2 separate regions of the Arachis hypogaea genome follow, and region 1 is linked to region 2. The links are chromatin contacts, called in public Hi-C maps. All regions are on one chromosome and are shown on one strand. The core of a region is the stretch at or near the end of the contact, and the rest is flanking DNA. Distances in the headings are between cores, read along the strand shown.

Region 1 (6,754 bases), core at 3,667-6,166, 39 kb after region 2:
GCTTTAGAGTGCCAATTGCGGGTTGGCACCCTCCTCCGGTTCAGCCATATTCAAATCTTCAACGTCTTCATGCCTTCACCAAGTTTCATCCTCAGCTTTCTCTGACGTCCTTTTAACACCCTGTAATGTGAGAATTAGAATCAGTCTTCCTAGCTATGTGTTTAATTTTTGGCTTTTTGCTAACTGGCCTGACCTTCAAATTGGTTCTTTCGATCTGCTGACAATAATGTACATCAGTAATAGGATTTCCTTCTTTTTTACTCTCTAGAAAACTTTCAACACACACAATTGGCTGCTCCTCCCTATTATTCTCTCCCTCCTCGTTGACACTATTCAATTCTATTAGAGGCTTATTAGCAGTAATCGAAACCTCCCTTTTACTTGTTCTCGTTTCCTCCATGTCAGCGTTGTTCATGTTTTTCTTCTCTTTTATAGATAATGCTGCCATACTCCTAAGGAGATTAACTGGAGTGGACTTTTTGGCCTTATTCCTCCAGTCACTTGAGTTTGAACCCTGATTTGTTTAGGAGTTCTCTTTTAAGTGTGTAACCTTTTTACCTGTTTGTTCTGCCTTCATCCACTCTCCCCAACATTCCTCCACCTTCTCTCCATTTACCGTGTCATCTAGCAGTGTGTTGCAGCTTCTCACCTCGTGTCCTAGATGGCCACAATAGGAGCAAAAACACCCTATTCGCTCATACTTCAGATCTACCTCCATAACCCGACCATTTAGCCCTGCAATCCTCACAGATTTTCTCAGTTTCTGAGTAACATCAAGGCTGACTTGCACTTTTACAATTTTTGATTCTCTTCCTTTCATTGTAAACACTCCCACATCCAACACGTCACCAATAGTTGCACCAATTTTCTTTCCCAGTGCTATTGTCTTACAGTACTCTGGGAGGCCCCATAGTTGCACCCAGATCAGAACAAAGGCAAATTCTTCAGCATTAATACACATCTCCTTGTTCCATCGTTTGATATTGATTATGTAATTTTTGAGAAGCCATGGAACTTCCTTCTCCACCCTAATTAAATCCTACTCGTTATCAAAGAAGAATTGGAAGGTGTTGTCTCCATGATCAGTGACATGAAAACCTTCAGGCTGTCGCCATATAGCAAACATTGCAGGTTCAATTGTGCCAATTGAGAAGGACTTATCAGATAGAATTCGACCTACCAAACTCTTTTCACATACCTCCAACCCTTCTTTGATATCATCATCATCGAAGAACACCACTCCATTCTCTTTTGATCTCTCTCGATCCTCCTTTCTCCTATCTCCTACTCCTTTTTCTTCTATTGATTACGAAAACACCAACCGAGTGAGAATTAGCACGCGGAAGTGCAAAATTAGAATTTCTCACGCAGTAAAACCTTAAAGCACCTAAATTCTTGTAGAGCACTTGAAATTCTGTTTGGGCCACGCAGTAAAAAATTTAATGTACATATAATAATACCACCAACTCTTAAATATAACTATTATGTAGAATTAAACCAAATAAAAGTACTATCAAATATTAGTACTTTTGTCTTTTGGCTAGGTAGTTAATTATTAGTCTTTTGGCACCATAGATTCACAGATAATAATGTAGTCCACATATATACTCTTTAATTTGCAGGGTTGTTTCAAATCATAAGGGACCTTTGACAATTGCAACCACTAATTAAATAACATCATTTGCTTAGAAGAATCACTGTGTTATAAGTCTTGTAAAATCAATACCTGTATGAGAATCTCACATCAAGAAAGCAATACTAGAAAAATTGTTTTATAAAATTTTTGGTTCTCTTAGGTAGCGTTTGGTGGAGAGATAGAGACGGAAAGACTGAGACTGAGAGACAGAGACTAAGAGACAGGGATTGAAATAAATCTCAGTATTCTGTTTGGTGCAAAATGGGAGACATGAATTGAAACAAGAATGAAACTCTAATTTAATTTGCACAAAGGGTAAAATTGAAATTAATTAATTGAAATAAAAGTATTTTAGGTATAAAATGTTATTAAAATTTCAGTCTCCATCTCTACAAATTCCAGTCCCCTGTGTCCCTACTTTTTGGAGGTACTAAAATACTGAAATTTTAGAGACAGAGACATAAATTTTAGTACCAGTCTCTGAACTAACAAATACGATACTGAGTCTCAGTCTCTCAATCTCTGTCTCAGTACCTCAAAACAAACGCTACCTACCATATGAATTAGTTTTTTATGGTGATGGTTTTTCCAAAGTTTTGTAGTTTTTTACATGGACGCTATTGTTAAGAGTCCGCCAATAAAAAAAGATACCTACGAAGGGTTTTGAGTTTTGACCAATAAAAAACCAAGTGAAAGCTTTTAAAGGAGAGACTATAACGTTATAGTCTCGCGAACTATGTTACGAATCTTGCGGGACCAATACCTTAAGAAAAAAAAAGGAGTGTTAGGGATTAATAAGTTTTGTGAATTGTAGTCATCAATAATATTTTTAATGGTGTGAGATTTCATCCAATGATGTAGGATTACTTACTTTTTTTTTTATGGTTAAGTGTTGGTCAGATTTTAATAAAAATACTGACCCCTAAACTTTTTCGAAAAGAAAATTCCAGATCAAAGAGCCAACACAGGGAAAGGAGTCTAGCGGAGGCAAATAAAATAATAATTGAGTAGTTAAATAGAAAGTCTAGGGGTAACACTTTTATTAAAATTTGGCTAACACTTAACCATCAAAAGAAAAGTGAATAATCTCACACCATTAGATGTAATCTCACACAATTAAAAATACTAATAATAGCTAATTAATGACTACAAATGACAAAATCTATTGTTCCCTAACACATGGAAATTAAATATATTTGCATGCAAGCATGCTTCCTTGTAACGCAAATGATAGAAAAAGATGAAACACAACACAAGAGGGACATCCAGCAAAGCCCTGAGGCCATTCATGTTCCCAATGACCAAAAACATTCATGCATGGCCTACATCTGAAACAGAGCTATATGCTAAGTTCAAAGTTGCACAACTGTGAAACGTAGGTTTATTTTTGTCTGAATCCAACACAAAACACACACAATCTAAGTCGTGATTTATGAACAGTTCATGCATCCCACTTGCAACATATGTGGGTAATGTTTATTTGTTGTTTCTCTAGGTGTTCTTTATTTATTTATTTTTCAAGTGTTGGTCATTTTCTTATACGAATTATGGCATCATCATATGGATTTGGTTGAATGGTTGTGGTCTTTGTTTCCAAGCATCCCTTGGTACCTTAAGGATAATGGGTTTGAATGTAAAGTTTCATGTATAATTAAATGTTACCTAAATTCCTTACTAGAAGTTCTCAACTTTTGTGAATTTATTTATTTTAGTATGTAGAATTTGTTTTCAAGAAAAATCTATAGAATTCTTAAAAAACTATGTAAAAAATCCAATGATGTTTATTGGATTAGGCTAACCAGACAAATACAAGTTGGATTGAGTTCACGGCTAGGGCCAATTCAGGAAAATTGTTCTTCATAATGTATGGCTTGAGTTCAAAGTTTGAACATTTTAACCTACAAAACCCAATTCATATGAGATAAAACGGTTAAGCAACCTAAGTAACTAATATTTATGCTAAGTCAATTGTCATTCTTGTATTTTTTTTTTTTCGTCACGGTATTTCCAACCCGATAAACTAAGGAGCAATTCATTGTAGATTGAACTTCTATTTAATGGTTGGTCTCTTTCCATGGATTGTTGCATATACAATGTAATATTTGAATTTCTTGATATTTGATTAAGTGAATTAGTAAGCTAACCACTACGTTGTTTCAATTAGGGCTGAAAGTGAGTCAAGCTAGCTCGAGCTCGACTCGTTAATAGCTCGATAAGCTGAATTCGTGAGTTGGTGAGCCAAACTTGAACTTGGAATTGATCTCATAAATTAAATGAGTCGAGTTTAAGTTTGGATAAGCTCAACTCATTAGTTCGTGAGCTGGCTCGATTATATATAATATTAAAAATATAGATTATATATATATATATATATATATATATATATATATATATATATATGCTATTAATTATTTAAAATTTTATAGTCATTTTTTATATATAATTTTGATATAAGACATATATAAAAAATTTATAATTGATAGATAGACAATATATAAAATTTATTCTTTTTAATATTTTTTAATATATATAAGTTATAATTTATTGATATAGAATTATAAATTATGTTTCTATTATTTGAGCCAGCCCGTGAGCTTTCGTTAAGCCGAACTTGAGCTTATGAAATAGGCTCGATTGTTAATGAGTCGAGCCATAAGCCAAGTTTAATTTTCGTGAGCCGAGCTTGAGCTTGGTCTAGCTCAGCTCAACTCGACTCACTTCCAGCCCTAGTTCCAACAATAGGTTGTTTTTTTTTTTTTGGTGAACTAGTAATGGGCATAAGAAGCCCAATAGACTTTACAACTCCTCTAAATCCAATAAATTAATAAGGGCACTAGCTTATCTTCTGTTGGTTTGGGTGTAAATCTAAAACCAAGAACTTGTGTATTATTTTTTTTTTTTCTTTATTTTTGGACTTGAGAACTTGTGTATGTTAAACCCATGTCTTCCACATACAATTTTTTGCTTCTGAGACCAATATATTTGGCCCACTGGACAAAATATTTTCCTTCGTAGGATACCAACGGGCCTATGTCCAAAGTTCCAGTATTTTCCCAATAAAAAAACTATAGACTTTCAGTGATGTGCCGACTTTGCAAATTGTTAATCATCTATTCATCTGCTATCATCGTTAAAAATCAACCAAAATAAATAAATAAATAAACCCTCCATGTCTTGAATAACAAAGGCCAAAAGGCAAACTATTTGTACTTGACTTTTGTATGTACCTAACCTAAATTTTTTGGCACATATGGAGACGCATGCTTGTATGTAGGTATACAAAAATTCTACATCATAATAATAATAATTGTGTAGGAGTATAATATGACCTTTTTCCATCAACAAGCAAATGATCTTTTTACAACTGTAACAAAAAAAAAAAATAAAAATGAAAGATTACTTAAACCCATTGGAATCAAATTGCCAATCGTTACCAACAAACTGTTCACTAAGCACACGAGAAGACTTTTAATACATCTTTATCCCTTCGAAGTTCGAAATTTTCTAGACACAATAGATTGGCATATTCCTATTCAAGTGGGTAAATCTTAGCACAAACCGTATTCTTTTCCAACAGATGTAGAATATATAATTTTTTTTTCTTCCTCCTATTATAAAGGCATATGTGCATGAAAAAGAAAAGGGCATATGTGCCAATTTTTAAAGTGTGTTTTTGTGATCAAATTTTTGCCATGAATGCCTCCGAATGAAAATAAAGTTTATATTCTTTAGTAAATATTTGGTATTTGGCACTTGCAATGAATGTGTTTGTTGTCAATCACAAAACAATTCTATTCCTCGATCACAAACCGAATCTGATTCTAAATTGTGATATCATTCTGGCCAAAGAGCCTAGTCACATTAGATGCATATATACTTATATTATATGCAACTATAACTATATATATAATGTGGCACCAATTCATTGGGAAATAGAAAGCGCCTTATAACTACTTTCCTTTTGGAGGAAATGGTTGAACTTGCTAGTACTAACTGCTATTTTAGGATTATATTTTATATATAAATAATCTATCAAAATTAAATTATTTGTGAATGGGGATTATGATGCATATGATTTCTGCGTGTCTGGTGATATATTATTATTAGAATTAGATTGTGTTTCACAAGGGTATTCTCACTAGAACTACAAAGAAACGTGAAAGAGAATGAACAAAATGCAAGAAACTCCTTTTTCACAATGATTGACGAGGGAATAATGAATCATTTTGTGTGAATTTTTCAAGAGAACTTTAATTTGCTTCATATTAAGGTTCGAAAAATCCAACTGGTCATCCAATTAATAAAGTTATCAATTTAGTTAAAAAATAATTAATGTTTAACTGAAGTTGAATCAGATGTAATAAAATAATATATTTATATATAAAGTATATAATTTTTTTAAAAATTTTATTTATTATTTTAATTCCATTAAAAAAATTACATCGGTTTGACTGGTTAACTTTAATTTATTATTATTATTTTTTTTTTACTAGTTCATTGTTATTAAATAGATTTTACTTTAAACTAGATCAATTTAAAAATTAGTTCTCCATTAACCGGATCGAATCAACCGATTCAATATAGTTTTCATATTAGGAGATGCTCCCATAAAGACGCAGAAAACGTCTTTTTTTAAAGATATTTTTTAATAATTAAAATTTAACACATATAATCATTTAAATTATGTTATTTTTGTCAAAATTATGTCAGACAAATTAATTTGATCGAAAAATAGTGAATCAAATTTTGAATCCGTCTAAATTAATATTATTTTTTATAAAAAATGAGTACAATACCCCTATTATATAAAATGACTAAAATACTCTTATTATATATATTAATTTTGAGAATTCTAAATTCTAGTCCTTTTCTTCTCTATTGTTATCAGGTTAGAATTTAAAGTTTTCAAAATTTATATATATATATATATATATATAATAGGAATATTTTAGTTGTGTTTTATAATAGGAATATTGTAGTAATTTTTTATAAAAAATATTAATTTATACTGGTTTAAAAATTTAATTTATTAATTTTTTTGCTAAACTAATTTGTCCAGTCTAATTTTAATAAAAATAATACAATTTAATTGATTATATGTGTTAAATTTTAATTTTT
Region 2 (7,058 bases), core at 1,826-4,325:
AGAAAAAAATGATTATGCAGCTAAATTTACCTTACTAATCACATCAAGACAGTTAAATTACACATGAAATTGTAGTCTTGTAATAGATCATAATACTAATACACATAAAGCAGTAAGTTCAGCTGTTCATATGTATATACAAAATATGAAGCATGCATAGCTATACTAATAACAATACTATAATAACAAGCTATATTCAGAACAGGGAAAAAAGATAAACAAGAAAAGAGAGTTGAATTATGGTTATGGACTTATGGTTATGGCTATCAACTTACGGCAATGGCTCAATTTTTAGCTCCACGGTTACCTAAATCGGAAGCAACCTGCGCTGCCCGGGTTAAAGCACCGGAAACCCAGAAGGCACCTTTAGAGAAATAGCTACTATTAACTACAGTGTTCGCAGCTGCAGCCACAGATCGTCCCGTGGCAAATGCAGCTGACTTGGCTGTTTCTGATACATGATACCTTTGATCGGCGGATCTAACGGCCTCATAGCTAGCTGATAACTTGTCAGTGAGGCCAATTCTCTGGCTCAGCTCGGCTACCTTTGCTGTTGCCGTGGCTGAAACCCCGTGGGACTCGTCGAATTCCTTAGCCTTGGCTAATGCGTCTTTGCTGAGGACATACCCTTTTGCTATCATGGTCTTGACGACTTCTTGAGTCACTGTAACTACTTCTCCGGCAGAGGAAACAAATTGGTGGCTTTGTAGCGTCTGAAAGAGGACATGCTAGACCATGAACATTCAATAGAAAACTACAACCATTGGTGGTTGAAAACAAATGAAAGAAATACATCTACATACAGTTGATGAATCGTCGTCATGGTTATAGGATGGCCGGTTCCAATGATCGAACTCATCTTCATACTGCCCCCAGCGAGTAATGCATACACTTTGGTCTAAAATCGTGGCTCCCTAACACATCAAATTATGTAGAAAGGTATACACAACACATCAATCATATAACTTATCAGTGACCAGCTTAAGAATTACATCGGTCCTGAACATGAGTTTGATGAATACTCACACTTAGCAAGCAAGCAGTTTCTAGGGAATAAGCATCTTTGAATGTCACATATGCAGTGCAAGCATAATCACCAGACCTGTATTCAACAATATTATAAGCAAGTTTTATAGCATATTTTTAACACACTAGGTCCAACTCATCTGCAAGAATTAGCAACAGGGGAAATAGTAATCATCTCTGTCATGACTAATTAAAACACAGTACCAGTGGAAATTTGAAAATCGTATCCAAAATGAACATTTTTTGGAGTCTGATCTGTAGCATTTTACAACAATAACAACAAAGTATTGTTACTCTAGGTGGGATCGGGTGCATCAATCAAACAACACCATTGTACTGTGTCAAGAATCATGTCTGAATTTGATTCATGTATTGAGAAAAAGCAAAGCAATCAAGTTGAAATATACCCGAAGCAAAGCAACAAAAAGAAAGAAATTAAGTTTCACTTTAAAAACTATGGACAATAGAAAGAAGGGAACATCAAGAATCAACCCATAGTCCATACAAGATACAGCATGCTACAAACCTGATAAAGTGATAAAGATCAAGTATTACCTGACAATTTCGACATACTCAATTGCACCAGAGAATGCGAAAAAGTCGTACACATCCTTCTCAGTGGCTTTTGGCGATAGACTGGTAACTTCTACGGTATATCCACTAGACATGTTTCTGTTTTGCTACTTGTTTAGTATGAACACAACGGAGGAACAGAAATGGTAAAATCAAGTCAAAAAGGTAAGGATCATAAAACATAGGCCTAAAAGCTACGGTGAACAAACAAGAATTGTAAGTCAAGTTGTTCTTATTAAAGAGAGTAAAGATTGAAGAAATACAGAAGTATAAGAGAAATGGATGGTGGAAATGGTTTAATCTTGCTAATTGAAGGAATCTAAATATACTAGGCCATAAGATAATATGAACTATATTGATATAATATGATCATATTGTAGTGTACTAGTGTGTTACAACTTACAAGAAGCAAAAAACTAATACTGTTTATAGTGATCTTAAAACACTCATCCTAATGAACAAATAGAGAATAAGTTTTGATACCATATTAGGATTGAATGTAGTCACCAAAAAAATATTAGGATAATGTACTTAGTTCACTCCCAAAAGTTAGCTCATGAAATGGAGGATGCCCAAACTCTTACAATGGCTTTCCAGGGCTTATCTCTAGGCGATGTGAAAATCCTAACGACAAACAAATCTGACATTTCAATAGCATCGAAATTACCAAAAACCGATTTCTTCAGCCACAATCCTGAAAGTCACTGTCCTACATCTACACAGCAATACAGGACACATACAACTAGCTATGAAATGGTAGTTTCTTGCCTCAATGATCGGCCACCACCTCCCCAACCTCAAATACTTTTGTCAATCCACCCCACCATCACCTCAACCTCACCAAATTGATCACGTCAATTCCTCAGCCACTAATCAGTACCCAACATCACCACCACCACTTCTTGTGGCCACCCAGCCACTATCCTAATTTCAACCACCATTCTTCTCAAATTTTCCCCCAATACTATTTTATGCTTTGACTATAGCTTTACTACCCCCAATATCTTGTGATCTAAGAATTCCTCATTGATTTTCCAGCATTAGATTTCCAGGTTTGAATTTCCCAACCACATTCCTCTTTCTTAAGAACTATTCTACCGATTGAATTATACATCATTATTCCCTTTCTTGACCCAACTGGGCACCTTCATTGCCCAAGTTCATACTTCCAATCACAGAAATATAAAAAAAAAAAATCCAAAAAATAGTATTTTTAATAATAAACGACAGAGAGAGAGAGAATAAAAATTGAGGTAAGATAAGAGAGTAGCGTACAAGTTCAGGGAGGGTTGAGAATTTAGATCAGCGAATTGAGCAGAGGAAGCCAAGCCAGACACTGTGATGACGGTGGTGTGGTTTCTACAAGTAACAACCAATTAACTGTTCGCTCTTGTCATTCTCTCATTTCCAATCCCCATTATTATGTGGTAGCAACCACAATTTTAACATTCTCATATTTTCTTAATCAATAGAGTTTAATTATTTTACATATACGTATAATTATATCCTTTTTTTTTTTTGGATGATCATGATTAATTTTGATATATTATTTGTTTTCTTTTAATAATTTTAGACATTTCATTTTAGTTAAAATAAAGATCATTTTCTATAAAATATAACTTTTATCATTTGATGAAAAAATGTTTTTTTTTTATAATGTAAAAAAAGTTCAAAGATAAAATAGGAGATTTTAATATTTATATCAAAATATAAATTAATTTTATATTAAATGTACAATAATTTTACTCCTTAAAGATATTTTCAATTATTTTTTTTTAAAAAAATAGCTATTTAAAACAAGCACGCACATTACATTATATTTATTATCACCATCATCATTGTTGTCATCATCAATAATAGAGATTGCTCATGTTGTTACATTTTAAATTTTAATCAAAGAAGATCATTTATATTTGAGAAAAGGATAAATTAATCTTTAATTTTTTAGTTTGTAGATATTTAAATTTTTAAAAATTTAAAAATATATTTAAGTCTTTAATTTTTTTTTTAATTTGGACATCGATTTTTGACTCTAATTTGTTCTATTTTAAATTTTTTTTTATATATGCATCTATATCAATCAGGTCAATACAACGGAAGTCACATTTAATTTTTTAGTTGATTTTCACAAACTCAAGTGAACATGAGGGATCGATATATCCAAGTTTTAAAAATGTCAAAAATTTTAAATGTATTTTCAAATTTTCGAAGATTTAAATATCTCTGCGCATCAAAAAGTCTTTGGTCAGTTTGAATTGACTTTTAAAAAAAGTACTTAATTTTTTTTATCTTTTTTAATAAACAAAAATTATTTTATATTTAAATAATTTTTTTAAAATTAATTTTTAAGTATTAAAAATATATTTTTATTTTTTTTAAATAAAGTATTGTTAACTAAAATTTTCAATAAAAATATTTTTTTAAAATATGTATTCAAATAGATTTTAAATCGAATAAAAATATTTTATTAAAAAATTTACTTTTTTAACTAAAAAAAAGGGCTAATCCAAACTAGCACAAAGAGTTATTGTACTTTTCTCTTTATATGTTTTTTTTTTTTTATTGGACTTTTCTCTTTATATGTTTAAGCAAGATTTTCAGTACTACTAGTCTACTACTACTAACATGGATCTATAAGTCAATGGCCCAAGACTTTTAGAAATCAATTTCATCATTATCTGTGCCTTCAAATAAAGTCAGAACTAAAGAAGGCCCAAATAAATAGGAAGTCCAATCTGGCTTAAGATAATTTTCATCTAAATCAATTCCATTCTTTTGCAGTGGAGGCTTAGTACAGATGGCATCCGAGTTCAAGTAAAAGAAAATTCTACTCTTAAAATATTTGCTGACTTTTGTATTAGAGTCTTCTTTAAGTACCCCTTACTTCTCCAAAAAAAATTCCACTCTTTTAAAATATTTGCTGACTTTTGTATTAGAGTCTCCTTTTAAGTACCCCCTACTTCTTCACAATGATTCTGGTGTCACTAACCATAGTAAGCGCCTACTGCAAGATCTAGACTAAATTTTAATTGAAATATCAAGTTAGTTACAACTTATAAATCTTAATTAAGTTAAAATTGTTAAATAAGTAGTCTTAATATAATATCAAATACGATCGAGTAAATAGACTTTTAGTTATATGGACGATAAGGATGTTCAAATTCATGACGACTAACTTTTATGTGTATTATCCATAATTTCACATAACATATCAATAAATCATTAGCAACATTAGGAGAATTTAGATTTTTCTCTTTTAGTCATGTTGAGATAAATAAAAATAGAATAGCTCATGAGTTAGTTAAGATGGCTCTTATTAATTTAAATTTGGTGTGAATGGAAAAAGTACCAAATCATGTAAAAAACTAAAAAATATAATCTAGTCATGCTGAATATTTTACTGCCAATGGATTGAATCAACACACTTTTCTCGTCCAAAAAAAAAATACCATATCAATAAATTATTTTTAGTTATTTTAAAATATAATACTATTTTTATTTTTCTTTTTTTACTTTTTTTTTTATAAATAGGCCCTTGTTGGTAATTTTTGGATTTTTTTTGTGTATAAGTTTTGATATTTGATGTGTACTTCTGTAGTCACGAAAATATATGTAGATTTGGCGTCAATTAAACTTGAAATATTAAAAGCACTGTGTTCAACTTTAAAACTTCAGTTATACAATAAAAAAGGTCCTGAGAATAACTTCAGAACTAAGATCAAAGATCGAACGGCCTTACCTATCTAATTTTTATATATTAAAGATAAAATCTATCCCACTCTCTTAATATTAAAAAATAAGTTATCTCTTATTATATGTTACATTATTATTAGTTAAAATAAATTAATTTATCATGATTAATTTTAATCTTTTATTTAATTTAACTAATTAATTATAATATAACTATTTTTACAATGTATAAAAATTTATTGGAGAAACTTCATTATCAAAATAGTCCGATTATATGATAAATTATTATTATCCATTTGATTGAAATAAAAAATTTATTTCTTTTTTTATTTACAATAAACATCAATTTTGGTTCTAACTTATGGCAAGGCCTGCATGGAGGGACTTCATCCTATGAACTTGGATGATCTTATGATGTATTACTGAGTTTCAACCGTGAATATACAATTCATTGCAATTAATAATTTTTAAATAGAATAAATGATGAACTTGAATAATCGTGTTTACAAATATCATAACAACCTAACTCCACAATCCCTATTTATTAGCATTACAAGCTCCGAAGCATTTTGATAAAATCTGCTATAATGATGCAGAATTTGAATCGAAAAATAAGAAAAAAGTAAAAGTGTAAAATGAACTTAAAAGAGATTTAAATATAAAATTATGATTGTGGTTAATCTCATTTACTTTTAAACGACTAATTCTATATTTATAGATATTAGAAAAACTAAAATATACTAATTTAGTACTTTTCTAATTAATTTAATGTTATGATTTAGCAGTTTTTAACAAACTTCAGACCCTAACAAACTTACGTAACAATTCTACTAATTTGAAGATACAACTAATTAGTTATATGAGCTGCATAGCCTTATCATCTAACAGTCTCTCTCAAACTTGGAGTGCATATATCAACCAATCTAAGTTTGCGATAAAACGATGCAAATGGTCCTGGAGCTAAGCTCTTTGTGAGCACATCTGCTATCTGCTCTCCACTGGGGATTGGTAGTAACTTTAGTGAACTATCTTGTACTATACTATCTCTCACCGTATGATAATCTATCTCGATATGCTTCGTTCTTTCATGAAATACAGGGTTGGCGGCTATATGCATTGCGGACTGGTTGTCGCAGTAAAGAGTGATTGGTTTGCTCAGTGGGGTATGAAAGTCTCGAAGTATGTAGCTCAGTCACCTTCCTTCACATGTTGCCAAAGCCATAGCTCTATACTCCACATTCACTGATGATCTAGCAACTGTAGTTTGCTTTCTACTTTTTCATGACACAAGAGATGAACCCAAAAGGAAACAAAATCCAGAGATAGATCTCCTTGTGTCTAGGCATGTCTTCCAGTCTGAATCTGAATATTCTGTGAGCGACAAATCTAATGAGGTGGCAGAAAATTTTATTCCGCAGGCTGGTGCACGCTTTATATATCTTAAGATGTGCAGACTGCTTTGAAATGATCTGTTGTAACCCAGTCCAAGTACTGGCTCAACTTGTTGACTGCAAATGAAATGTCTGGTCTTGTATTTGTGAGGTACAGCAGCCTCCCAACAAGCCTGTGGTAAGGAGTCAAGTCAGTTAATGATGTGCATGAAGATTTGGACAGTGGAGTTGTGTAGTTCATTAGCGTAGTCGTAGGCTTGGCATTTGTACGTCATTTCGAATTCATGGAGGAGATTAGTAATATATTTTTGCTGATTCAAGACAAATCCCTCTTTGTTCCGTGCGATTTCAAAAATCAAAAAGTACTTAAGTTTACCT

What was found. Hi-C and Micro-C count contacts between places; a contact is called where the count stands out from the background.
Region 1: a contact with region 2 is called in a Hi-C map of an unstated tissue, with 3 times the contacts expected there. The contact joins the enhancer-like site here to the promoter of LOC112734059 in region 2. A contact is called at or near these places in 5 of 8 Hi-C or Micro-C datasets (leaf and an unstated tissue).

What each region holds. Positions count from the first base shown.
Region 1 is chr3:134,792,920-134,799,673 of arahy.Tifrunner.gnm2.J5K5, forward strand. No RefSeq gene overlaps it. Among protein-coding and RNA genes, the nearest start is that of LOC112736073, 18 kb to the left of the region's middle. Within about 2 kb of position 4,917, at least 3 of the 3 cell types and tissues checked have open chromatin away from gene starts, as enhancers often do.
Region 2 is chr3:134,756,187-134,763,244 of arahy.Tifrunner.gnm2.J5K5, forward strand. It overlaps LOC112734059 (binding partner of ACD11 1), which reads right to left and starts at 3,076. Exons shown (of 5, transcript XM_025783245.3): 1 at 2,875-3,076; 2 at 1,582-1,706; 3 at 1,027-1,102; 4 at 804-914; 5 at 58-713. The coding sequence starts at 1,694. The coding sequence ends at 285.